2 separate regions of the Mus musculus genome follow, and region 2 is linked to region 1. Evidence: chromatin contacts called from public HiChIP or PLAC-seq data. All regions are on one chromosome and are shown on one strand. The core of a region is the stretch at or near the end of the contact, and the rest is flanking DNA. Distances in the headings are between cores, read along the strand shown. Region 1 overlaps Parva (parvin, alpha). Region 2 has its middle 15 kb from the start of Gm40451.

The links. HiChIP or PLAC-seq counts read pairs in DNA pulled down with a chosen protein or histone mark.
Region 2: an HNF4G HiChIP or PLAC-seq map of pancreatic cancer cells shows a contact between it and region 1. The contact joins two enhancer-like sites. A contact is called at or near these places in 5 of 39 promoter capture datasets (cranial neural crest, frontonasal cranial neural crest, liver and 2 more), 1 of 15 datasets of contacts at CTCF or cohesin (the NIH/3T3 cell line), 4 of 484 Hi-C or Micro-C datasets (Sertoli cells, embryonic fibroblasts and muscle stem cells), 15 of 115 datasets of contacts at active chromatin or transcription factors (craniofacial prominence, embryonic basal ganglia, embryonic forebrain and 12 more) and 1 of 9 other capture datasets (embryonic stem cells).

Annotation. Positions count from the first base shown.
Region 1 is chr7:112,441,998-112,446,922 of GRCm38.p6, forward strand. All of the region lies in intron 1 of Parva (parvin, alpha), which reads left to right. Among named protein-coding and RNA genes, the nearest start is that of Gm45998, 6.9 kb to the right of the region's middle. Within about 2 kb of position 2,829, at least 43 of the 459 cell types and tissues checked have an H3K27ac peak or open chromatin away from gene starts, as enhancers often do. A contact at or near this core is called in pancreatic cancer cells, where this site is marked.
Region 2 is chr7:112,657,533-112,662,457 of GRCm38.p6, forward strand. No RefSeq gene overlaps it. Among named protein-coding and RNA genes, the nearest start is that of Gm40451, 15 kb to the right of the region's middle. Within about 2 kb of position 3,004, at least 26 of the 459 cell types and tissues checked have an H3K27ac peak or open chromatin away from gene starts, as enhancers often do. A contact at or near this core is called in pancreatic cancer cells, where this site is marked.

The DNA of each region.
Region 1 (4,925 bases), core at 1,579-4,078:
ACATTTGTGAGCACCTAAAACCTCTACTTGCGGTTGTAGATAAATAGCCAACGTTTAAAGCAGGCCACACAACAGACTCAATATTAAATTACCTTTAAAAGTAAAATACTTTTAAGAGCCAGGTGTAAACTTTTGTGCAGTGTCCAGTTTGTTGTGCAGCCTGAATCCAGTAAGAAATCCAGGTGAGGATTTCACCTGAGGACAAGAGCCCTGGATTTGAAGCTACCTAAGCCTGGGCCTTTGTCCCCACCAATCACAGTCCTCTGTTTCCCCTGCAGGTGCCAGGCAGGCAAGAGTTGTGTGTGTTCTGGTCACATTTATGTCCCAGGCGTCTGTCCCTGGTGTCTGTCATAGCGCAGAGTATCCCACACCCTCTCCATGATGTGTGTCTTAACTGGATCGGACCATCAGTAGGCAGCTTGTTCCCATCAAGGAAGGCCCCAATTTACCTCAAATTCCCTTGTAATCCTGGGTGACTTCTCTTGTTGCTGGATTCGATCTAGATCTCAACTTATGGTGTGTGTGTTTAGCTTGTGAAAATCCCTCCCTTTTCTCTCCCCAGGAATGTATCTTCTTTGTGGGAAGACATTCTCAGTGAGTCCTATTATGTGGCAGTCCTCTAGGAGCGGAGACCAAGTCCTAGGATATGTGCATAGTGAGTGTGTAGCATGAAGGAGGGGGCTGGCAAGGCTTCCTCTGAGTGGCTCTGTACACGTTCATGTGGGCACACTGAAATAAAGGACTGAGATGTAGTAGCTCACTGGCAAGACCAGGGGGCAGGAAGCAGTATAGGCAGACCAGACTCTCTAAGGTTCAGAATTATTTCAACCCAGCCCCCTCCCATCCTTTCTTGTCAGCCTCAACGTACTTTCACTGAAGTGCAAAGCTTAAGGAGCTGCAAATGAACCAGGAACAAGGCTACCACTCCTCAGCAAGAGTCCTGCCTATCAATCAATCGTGACAGCTAATTAGGTGGTGAGGCACCAGCCTGTAACCCCAGCTACCTGAGTCTCAAGTTCAGGTGCTACCTATCGTACTTTGAAAAACCCAGTCTTAAAATAAAATAGCAAGACTAGCCTGGTCGAGGACAGCCAGGGTTACATAGAGAAACCCTGTCTTCAAAAACAAAAACCAATAAGGAGGTGACCAAAGGGCCCATACAAACCATGGCAAAGCCCACGGGTGTCTGTAGGAAGTGGGGCAGCTTGGACTGCTGTTCCCTAAGCACTAATCACTGCCTTTTGAGATAGTGTCTCTTATTGGCCCAGAACTTGCCAAGAAGTCTAGGCTAGCAGGCCAGTGATCCCTAGGGACCTGCCTGTCTCCATCTCCCCTCCAAGGTTAGGATTCTAAGCACATACTATCATGCCATTTGGGCTTTTGCTGATATATGTGAGTTCTGGGGACTGAACTCACATCTTTGTGCTTGCGAGGAAGCACTTGACTGTGCCATCTCCTCCGCTTCCTTCTGTTGACAAGTGGGTTTTGCAGGTGACCTGCATCTGGGACAGAAGTTAATCATCAGATGGGTCACATCTGCTGTGGACCTGAGCCTGCTGGAGCACGTGTCTGTCACACCCCATACTTCAGGGAGTGTTTCTGGGGGTCACTTTGTAGCAGATGTAGCCACAGTACTTATTAACACCACTGCTCTCAGCTGTGCTGTGGCAAGCACAGTTCAGCTCTCTGCAGTCAGGAGTGACGCTCTGCACCAAGTATAGCTGAGGTGACCTGGAGGTGGCCACATTGGGCTGGCATGGGTTGTTTCTACCATGATGTGAATGCAGGTTGTGGGTACCCCATGACTCAGGAGGCTCAGTGTAGCAGGCTCCATGTTCCCCTCTCTCCATAACACCTTCATTGGTAGGATATTAACTCTGCTAATTGCAGAGTCCCCTGACTTCTTGATTCAGAATAGTGATTCTACAGTCAATGTTTGCCTTGGCTTGCATGACTATGGGGGCTGCAGGCAGAAGAGGAGGTAGAAGATGAGGCACTAAGGCAGCAGGTGTGGGCATTCTGAACAGAGACTCTGAACAGTATCTGTCACATGCCTTAGTTTTTCTATTACCATCTTTCTTGTTGCTGGGACAAAATACCTGGTGGAAGGAAGGAAGGAAGGAAGGAAGGAAGGAAGGGAGGGAGGGAGGGAGGGAGGGAGGAAGGAAGGAAGCTAGCTTAACTTGGCTCACAGTTCCAGGGTGCATTTATGGGAAAGAGGCCATGGCAGCAGGAGCATGAGCCAGCCAGCCATATCGCACCTGCAGGCAGGATGCAGAGGGAAACAATGCTGGTGCCCACTGCCTCCTTTTTATTTTGTCTTGGACCCTACCCCATGGGATGGTGCCACCCACAATCCAGGATGGCTCTTTGCTGTTCTGTAAAAACCTTTCTGGACACGTCTTCATAGATACACTCAGGGATGTGTTTCTATGGTGATCCTAAATCCAGTTAAGTTGACAGTCACGATTAACCGTCACGGCCTTGAATCAGAGAGACTTATGGGAATCCGGGGCACAGTCTCAGATGCAGGGTCCTGAGGAGAAAGGCCAGCAGGCTGGGCTCCTCACTGAGTAACAGCTTGAGCTGTTGATAACCACTACAGAATCACAATTTCACTGGCTCCATGAGGCCCCGAGAGGGTGTTCACAAAGGAGCCTCCAGCTTCTTGCCCTATTCACCCCGCTCCCTCGCACCTCAGGCTTGGAAATAAACAGTCCTCTCTGCTGGAAGGAATTTTCCTATTTACCATAAGGCTGAGTACACATACACACCCTTCCTGGCTCGCAGCCCTGGTGGAGCAGACCTGCAGATGACAGGTAGTTAATAGTGACAGCTGGGAGAAGCCTGGGCAGCAGGAGCTGACAGTTTTGAGGTTGTTTGCAAAACACAGGGGGAGGGTAACCCAGTTCCAATGTAAAGCAAGTCTGAGGGTGTAGCCCTTGTCAGGGAGCTGCAGCTGCGTCTTGGCTGAGGGTTGCAAGGCGTCCTGGTGGGCTCGGTAGCCCCTCCAGCGCCTGTCCAGTCTCCCGGAGGAAAAATGACGCCTCACCTGCTTTTCCTCACTCCCGTCATTATGGGAAATTGCAAGGCTCCCTGGTGACTCCGAAGGAGAAGATTGATTTGTTGCTTCTGATTGTCACTGTGCTAATGTGACAGGGTGATGGGCACCCAGATTCACGCCTAGTAATGGCCCTGCCAGAGGTGGATGTTAACACAATTGGGACCCGACACTTCAATAAATCGGGGACATTCTACCACAGAGATCAGAGTTCAGAATTGCTTAAATTGGTGTTGAAGCAGGTGGGGAAGAGGAGTCCAGGGGCCATGAATTTCATGGTTGGCAATTGACTTTCATTTTGGAAGGCCTGACTGTCAGCTTTTCCAGTCTATGACATCAATTGAAGTCATTTGGACTCCTGGCTACCTAGCCCTTTCAGGATTGCTGGTTCTGGGAATTGTGATTCATGGTGTTCTTGTGTGAAAAAAAAAAAATCTAACAGCCTCTTCTGAACCTCTGGGGTTGGAAGATTGTGTTTGATGGGGAGGATGGAGGGAGTGTGAATGACAGATTCCGCTCCTGCCTGGTGCGCTGATCCCTCCCAAGCCACCCTTCTTGCCCAGACCTCTTACCTTAGGGCCTCTTGCCTTAACTTGCAGGTTCATTAACCTGGGTGTCATGATACTGTCATGCAGTAGTACCTTGTCTTCACGTAGCTTCTCGTGAGGTGGGAATGCACATTTTAGGTCTCTGCTGGGAGTTGAAAGCCAGAGGAAAGACTGGTCCCTATAGAGGAATGGTAATTAAAAAAAAAAATCTATACTGAGATATAACCTAAAGGTGTTGTGTTTGCTGTTGTACAATCATTGCTATAAGTTGAAGATGTTTTCTCTGCCTGCTTCCCCATCCCTCTACCTCAGTCTACTCTTTATTTCCATGGATTTGCTTACTGTCCTGGATAGCTTTAAGATCAGCTTGACATAGATAGCCTCAGCTGAGGAATGGCCTGCATCATATTGGCCTGTGGGCATGACTGGAGAATTATCTTGATTGTTAATTGTTGTAGGAAGGTCCAGCCCATCATGGGCAGCATCATCCCTAGACAGGTGGTCCCCAACTATGTAAGAAAGCAAGCTGAGTATAACAGCCTACAAGCCACCTAGCAAACAATAAGGTACACAAAGTTCCTGTGTACTTCCGCTGTGAAGGGAGTTCCTTTGGCCAAGATGCTGTGTGGATTAGCAAGAAGGCTTGCCTTCCGGTTCCTGCCTTGACTTCTCTCAGTGATATACTGTGACCTGGAAGTGGAAGCTGAAATAAACCCTTTCTTCCCCTAAATTCTGGTCAGAGCGTTTGATTATAGCAACAGAAACTAGAACACTTGTTTTAGACATTGCTTCTATTTATACAATGCAACTTTCTGCATCTGATCTCTTAGCATACATAATATTGTCAAGGTGGCCACATATTAGCATGTGTCAGAATTTCATTTCTTTTTATGGCTGGGAAATGTTCATTTGGATAGATGTACTTACTCATCAGCTGGTGGACGAAGGTTGTTTTTGCTTTTGTTTTGTTTAACCTATTACAAATTAGCACTTTGAATTTTGACATGTAAATATTTGTACGGCTCTGTGTTTTCATCTCCCTTGGGTACCTAAAAGAGACATTGCTGGGCTATATGGTAATCACCATGTTTGATATTTTGAGAAATTGCCAAACAGATCAATAATTGGGTTGCAGAGGTTACTAGGTGGTTAAGTGCCTGCTGTACAATCAAGGGGACCGGTGTTTGTACCTCTACAACATACATAAGTGCCAGGGGTCGTGGCAGTTTACCTGTAAGTTCAATCTTAGAAGGTAGAAGGTACCTTAGAAGGCCAGGTTCAATCTTAGAAGAGAACCAACCCCTGAGTAAGCTGGG
Region 2 (4,925 bases), core at 1,754-4,253, 220 kb after region 1:
GTTCTGGAGATCTGAACTCAAGTCTCATCCTTACACAGCCAGTACCTTACATACCGAGGCATCTCCTCCTTAGGCCTTTCATCAGTATTCCACTAAGAATTTTGGAGGGACAATAGTATATATATTATATACTTGAGCAAGTCTGCATGAATGTGCGTGCACATTGCTCTCTCTCTCTCTCTCTCTCTCTCTCTCACACACACACACACACACACACACACACACACACACACACAGTGCCAAGAATAGGAATAGTCAAATATGGCCGTCACACAATCTTGCCTCCCAAGCTGGGAGAGAGCATGTGGAAGCATTAGTCAGGACTGAACACCATTGTCCCTGGGGCAGGGAGGCTTGCAGTGTCAGGCTACAAGTTCTGCTTAATGAAGCCTCGAGGTCTTAATTGCTTTGAAATCCACACATACTGCCAGATAGTTCTCAGAATTGGGCAAGCCAGAAACTTAAATGAGGCCCACATAGGAAGCATCTTCTCTATATATCCGAGGTACAGGAAAGGCCTTTGTGAAGATCCAATGGAGATACTTCTTCCTCTGGCCACCTGGGAGAGAATAGTCTAACTTGAGGTCTGAGGTAGGATGTGTTCCAAGCAATCCCAGAGACTGAGAGCTTCACACACACACACACACACACACACACACACACACACACACACACACACACACTGCTGGCCATCCCCTTTAGCTCTCTGTCTTCTGAGCAGTTTCTAGCACTCCAATTCATATTGTGTTGTTTGTTTGCCTGTTTGCTTTTTAAAATTATGAATATATGTATGTATGTATATATGTATGTACATATGTATGGCATACATGTATGTGTATGTAAGGTAATATGAGCATCCATAAAGGTCAGAGGCATATATTGGTATCTCTACCCTGCTCTGCCTTGCTTCCATGGGGTAGGGTCTCTAAATGAACTTGGAGATTCCCATGTTTCAGCTAGACAGGCCGGCTTGTGAGCTCCCCAAGATCCACCTGTCTCCATCCCACTGTTCTGGGGTTACATGCATACACAGTGGTGCTCAGTTTTTCTTTATGAAGCTGCTTGGGGTTTGGACTTGAGCTGCAAGCATTCTTACCCATTGGGCTACTATCTCAGCTTCTCTTTCTTTCTTTTCTTTTCTTTTCTTTTTTTTTTTTTTTTTTTTTTTTTTTTTGAGACAGGGTTTCTCTGTGTAGCCCCGGCTGTCCTGGAACTCACTCTGTAGACCAGGCTGGCCTCGAACTCAGAAATCTGCTTGCCTCTGCCTCCCAAGTGCTGGGATTAAAGGCATGCGCCACCGCTACCCGGCATCTTTTTCATTTTTTGAGGTAGGGTCTCACATAGAATGGGATCCTCCTGCCTCCACCTCCTGATTGTAGCGATGCATGGCACCATGTTCTGTTTAGGCAGTGCTAGGTATGGAAGCCAGGGCTTCATGCATGATGGCTTCTACCAACTGTGTCTTTAGCCCATGATTTTAAGCCACTAAATTGAAGGGTCAGTTGTCAATCAATCGAAATATGCAATGTTCTGGAGTTCTCAACTGTAGTCCATCACTGTTCTTGTGTCTATTTCCTTTCTCTTCTGTGAGGTTCGCTCTTCCTCGGATTTAGGAAGATTGGGAGGCTGCATGCAAGAAGCCCTGGGTTCCAGCTGGGGAAAAGGCTCAGCAGTTAAGAACACTTGTTGCTCTTGAAGAGGACCCAGGCTCAGTTCCCAACACTCACTTGGCTGCTCACACTAACTATAACTCTAGTTCCAAGGGATCCAATGACCTCATCTGAATTTTAAGAGTATGGGGCATGTACTGCACATACACTTAGGCAGAGCACAAAATAAATAAAATCTTAAAGTTTTTAAAAGGAGTCCTGGGTTCCATCCTCAGTACCACACTAACTGGGCAAACTGGTCTATACCAGTTATCCAAATAAGCAGGGGGTACATGAGTTCCAGTCAAAAACAAAAAATCCAGGAATGGTGGCATACACCTTTAATTCCAGCACTTTTAAGGCAGAGCCTGGCAGTGAATTTCTGGGAGTTCAAGGAGACTCTATCTCAAAAAAAACAAAACCAACCGTAACAAACAAAAAAAGAAAGAAAGAAAGAAAGAAAGAAAGAAAGAAAGAAATTCATAAATAAATGCATGTTTGTGCTTGTGACTGTCATCTCTCTCTCATTCCACCAAAGTGATAACTATCATTTAAAAATAGCAGTTTCTAATCTAAACAACTACCAAAGTTGCCTACAGGGAGCATCTTTAATGAGGCCTGAATGAACTTGGGGTCACACTAAGGTGCCATTATCGTCACAGCCTTCAGCATTAATGGACTCCTGCAGTCCCCTGCCTCTCTGCCTGAAATGGTCTTAGATTGCACAGTAATGAAGAGTGAGCGGCTGCCTTTTTGAGAGGTTCCGCTGCCCAGAGCACACTGGATGCCAGGTTTCTTGGGCAACTCTGATTCTGCAGTTTCTGTCATAGTTCAGATGCACACAGGCTTTTGTCAGAGCTCCTGTTCCCAGATGGGGTGTGGGAATTGTGGGTGCAAACCTTTTTACACGTGCATTTCTTTGGTTTGCATGGTCCAAACCCAGGACCTGCAGAGCCGCCTTGAAGAGAAGCAGGCTCCACCCCACAGCTTTATCTACCAGAGGGCACTCCTGGAGGGAGATCCCAGGACAACAAAACTGAATTTCTCCTTCCTGTTTCTTTGTTTTGTGTTTTGTTTTATTTTCTTTGTTTTGTTTGCTCTTTTTAAAAAATATTTAGTTAGTTAGAGTTTTCCAGTACTCAAAAGGCTAAAACCCTACACCCAACTAGCCATCATTGCTGGGATTCAAGCACAGCTCCACCCCCCCCCACCCCCCCACCCCCCTTCCAGCAGCCTTCCCTCCTGGGCATCCGGTCTCTAGCCTTCTTATCTAGCATTCCTTCCCAGCCCTACCCTGGATACTGTCACAGGCTCCTACCAGTCCTCCCCTTGCTGGCCCTGCTTGCAGCATGTGACAGATAGCCTGCTTGCCTTTCTCACTTGGAACTATGGAGCAGAGTCCTCCCCTGGATCCTGTGCTATTATTAGGAAGACCAATACCTCTGCCAGTTGGTTCCTGCACTCTAAACTAGGGTTCCACTCTCCCAAGACAGTGGCTCTTAAGCAGTGCCTTCACACCCTCACACACAGGGACAATATGGTAGCGACAATCCCAACTGTGACATCTAACCACACATGGGAATCTCTGGGAGTTTTGTATGTTTGGTTTGGTTTTGGTTTTCTATTTGTTCATTGTTTTTGAAACAAGAGTCTTATACAGCTCAGGCTGGCCTTGTACCTCCTTCGCCAAGTAGACCACCACGCCTAGCTCTTTCTCTTCTTCCTCTTTTTCTTTTTCTTCTTTCATTCCAGCTTTTCTACAAAAGGTTTCATTAAGTAGCTCGGACAGATCTAGAACTTTTTATGTAGCCCAGGCTGGCCTTGAACTCTTGATCTTAATGCCTTTGCCTTCAGGGTGCTAGGATGTGAACTACTATGCCTAACAAAAGAATGAACAGCTTGCACTCTCTCTTATATCCACTCCTACCTCTGTGGTTCTCTATTAAAGGGGGAAATAGCTGTTAATCAGGTAGACAGGGTATGGTGATGGACACCTAAACTCCTAGCACTTGGGCAGCAGAGGAGGAGTGGAAGATTGGAGGCCCTGCTGATCTTAGAGAGTTCCAAGCCAGTGAGGGCTCCTTTAAGACCCCAGGGATGGCTGATCCTTATCCTTAACTTGATGGGATGTAGAGTCATCTGTAGACACATTTCTGAATGTTTCTGGGAGGATGTTTCCCAAGAGATTTAACCCAAGAAGGGATAAGACTCTTCTGAATATGGGTAGTAGCATCCCATAGGCTAGGGTACTGGTATGAATAAAAAGGAGAGAGAAATGACAGCGAGCTAAGCATCACTGGGCACAGTGTGACTGGCCGTATCACATTTCTGTAGCCACACTTTCCCACTGTGGAGTACTGTACCCCCTTAAACTGTGAGCCAGAACAACCCCTTCTTTTCTTCCCTAAGTTGCTTTCTCTCACAGATACCCCAAAGAAAGAAACAAATAATGAGACTCCTCTCTACCTTCTCATTCTAGGAGGCTGTGGATTCACCTGCCACTCCCCATCCAATGCCATCAACCTAGTACTAGAGGTTCTACTGTACAACAAAACAGCCAAGAGGACTACAGTTTTCCTTTCATTCAGTGTGTACTTCCATGTTTAACACTGTCCTCACATATGGTAAGCTACAAATATCAGATAAGCTGCCACCACCCCAAACCCACACCACCCCTACTTCATGTGCTCGTAGGGTGAGTTTTCCATGTAGAAAGCATTACAAGAGGAAAGGAGGACAACTACCCTCCTGTTCCTTCTCTGCATAAAAAGGCATGGCCCACTTACAAAGTGGGTCTCCATCCCAGATTTGGTGGAATAAAGCAGAGGCTATACATGGGAAGAAGAAAGATCTATGGGGCCTGTATGGGAGGAACTGTCTGGAACAGAGAGTAAAAAACTTTACACCTGTCTACCTTAGTTATTGTTCTATCACTGTGAAGAGACACCATGACCAAGGCAACTCTTATAAAAGACATCATTTAACTGGGAGATGGCTTATAGTTTTAGAGAGTCAGTCTATTAACATCATGCCAAGGATAGACAGACATGGCGTTGCAGTAGTAGCTGAGAACTACACATCCTCATCTGTAGGTAGGGGTGGGGGTAGGGTGGGAGGGGGGAGGAGGAAGTAGGAGGTGGGGAGAAGGGGCCCAGAGTGAGCTTTTTGGGAACCCCCAAGCCTACCCCCAGTGATATACCTCCTTCAACAAGGCCACATCTCCTAACTCTTCCCAAACTTCTACCAACTGGTGACTAAGCATGCAAATTTATGAGC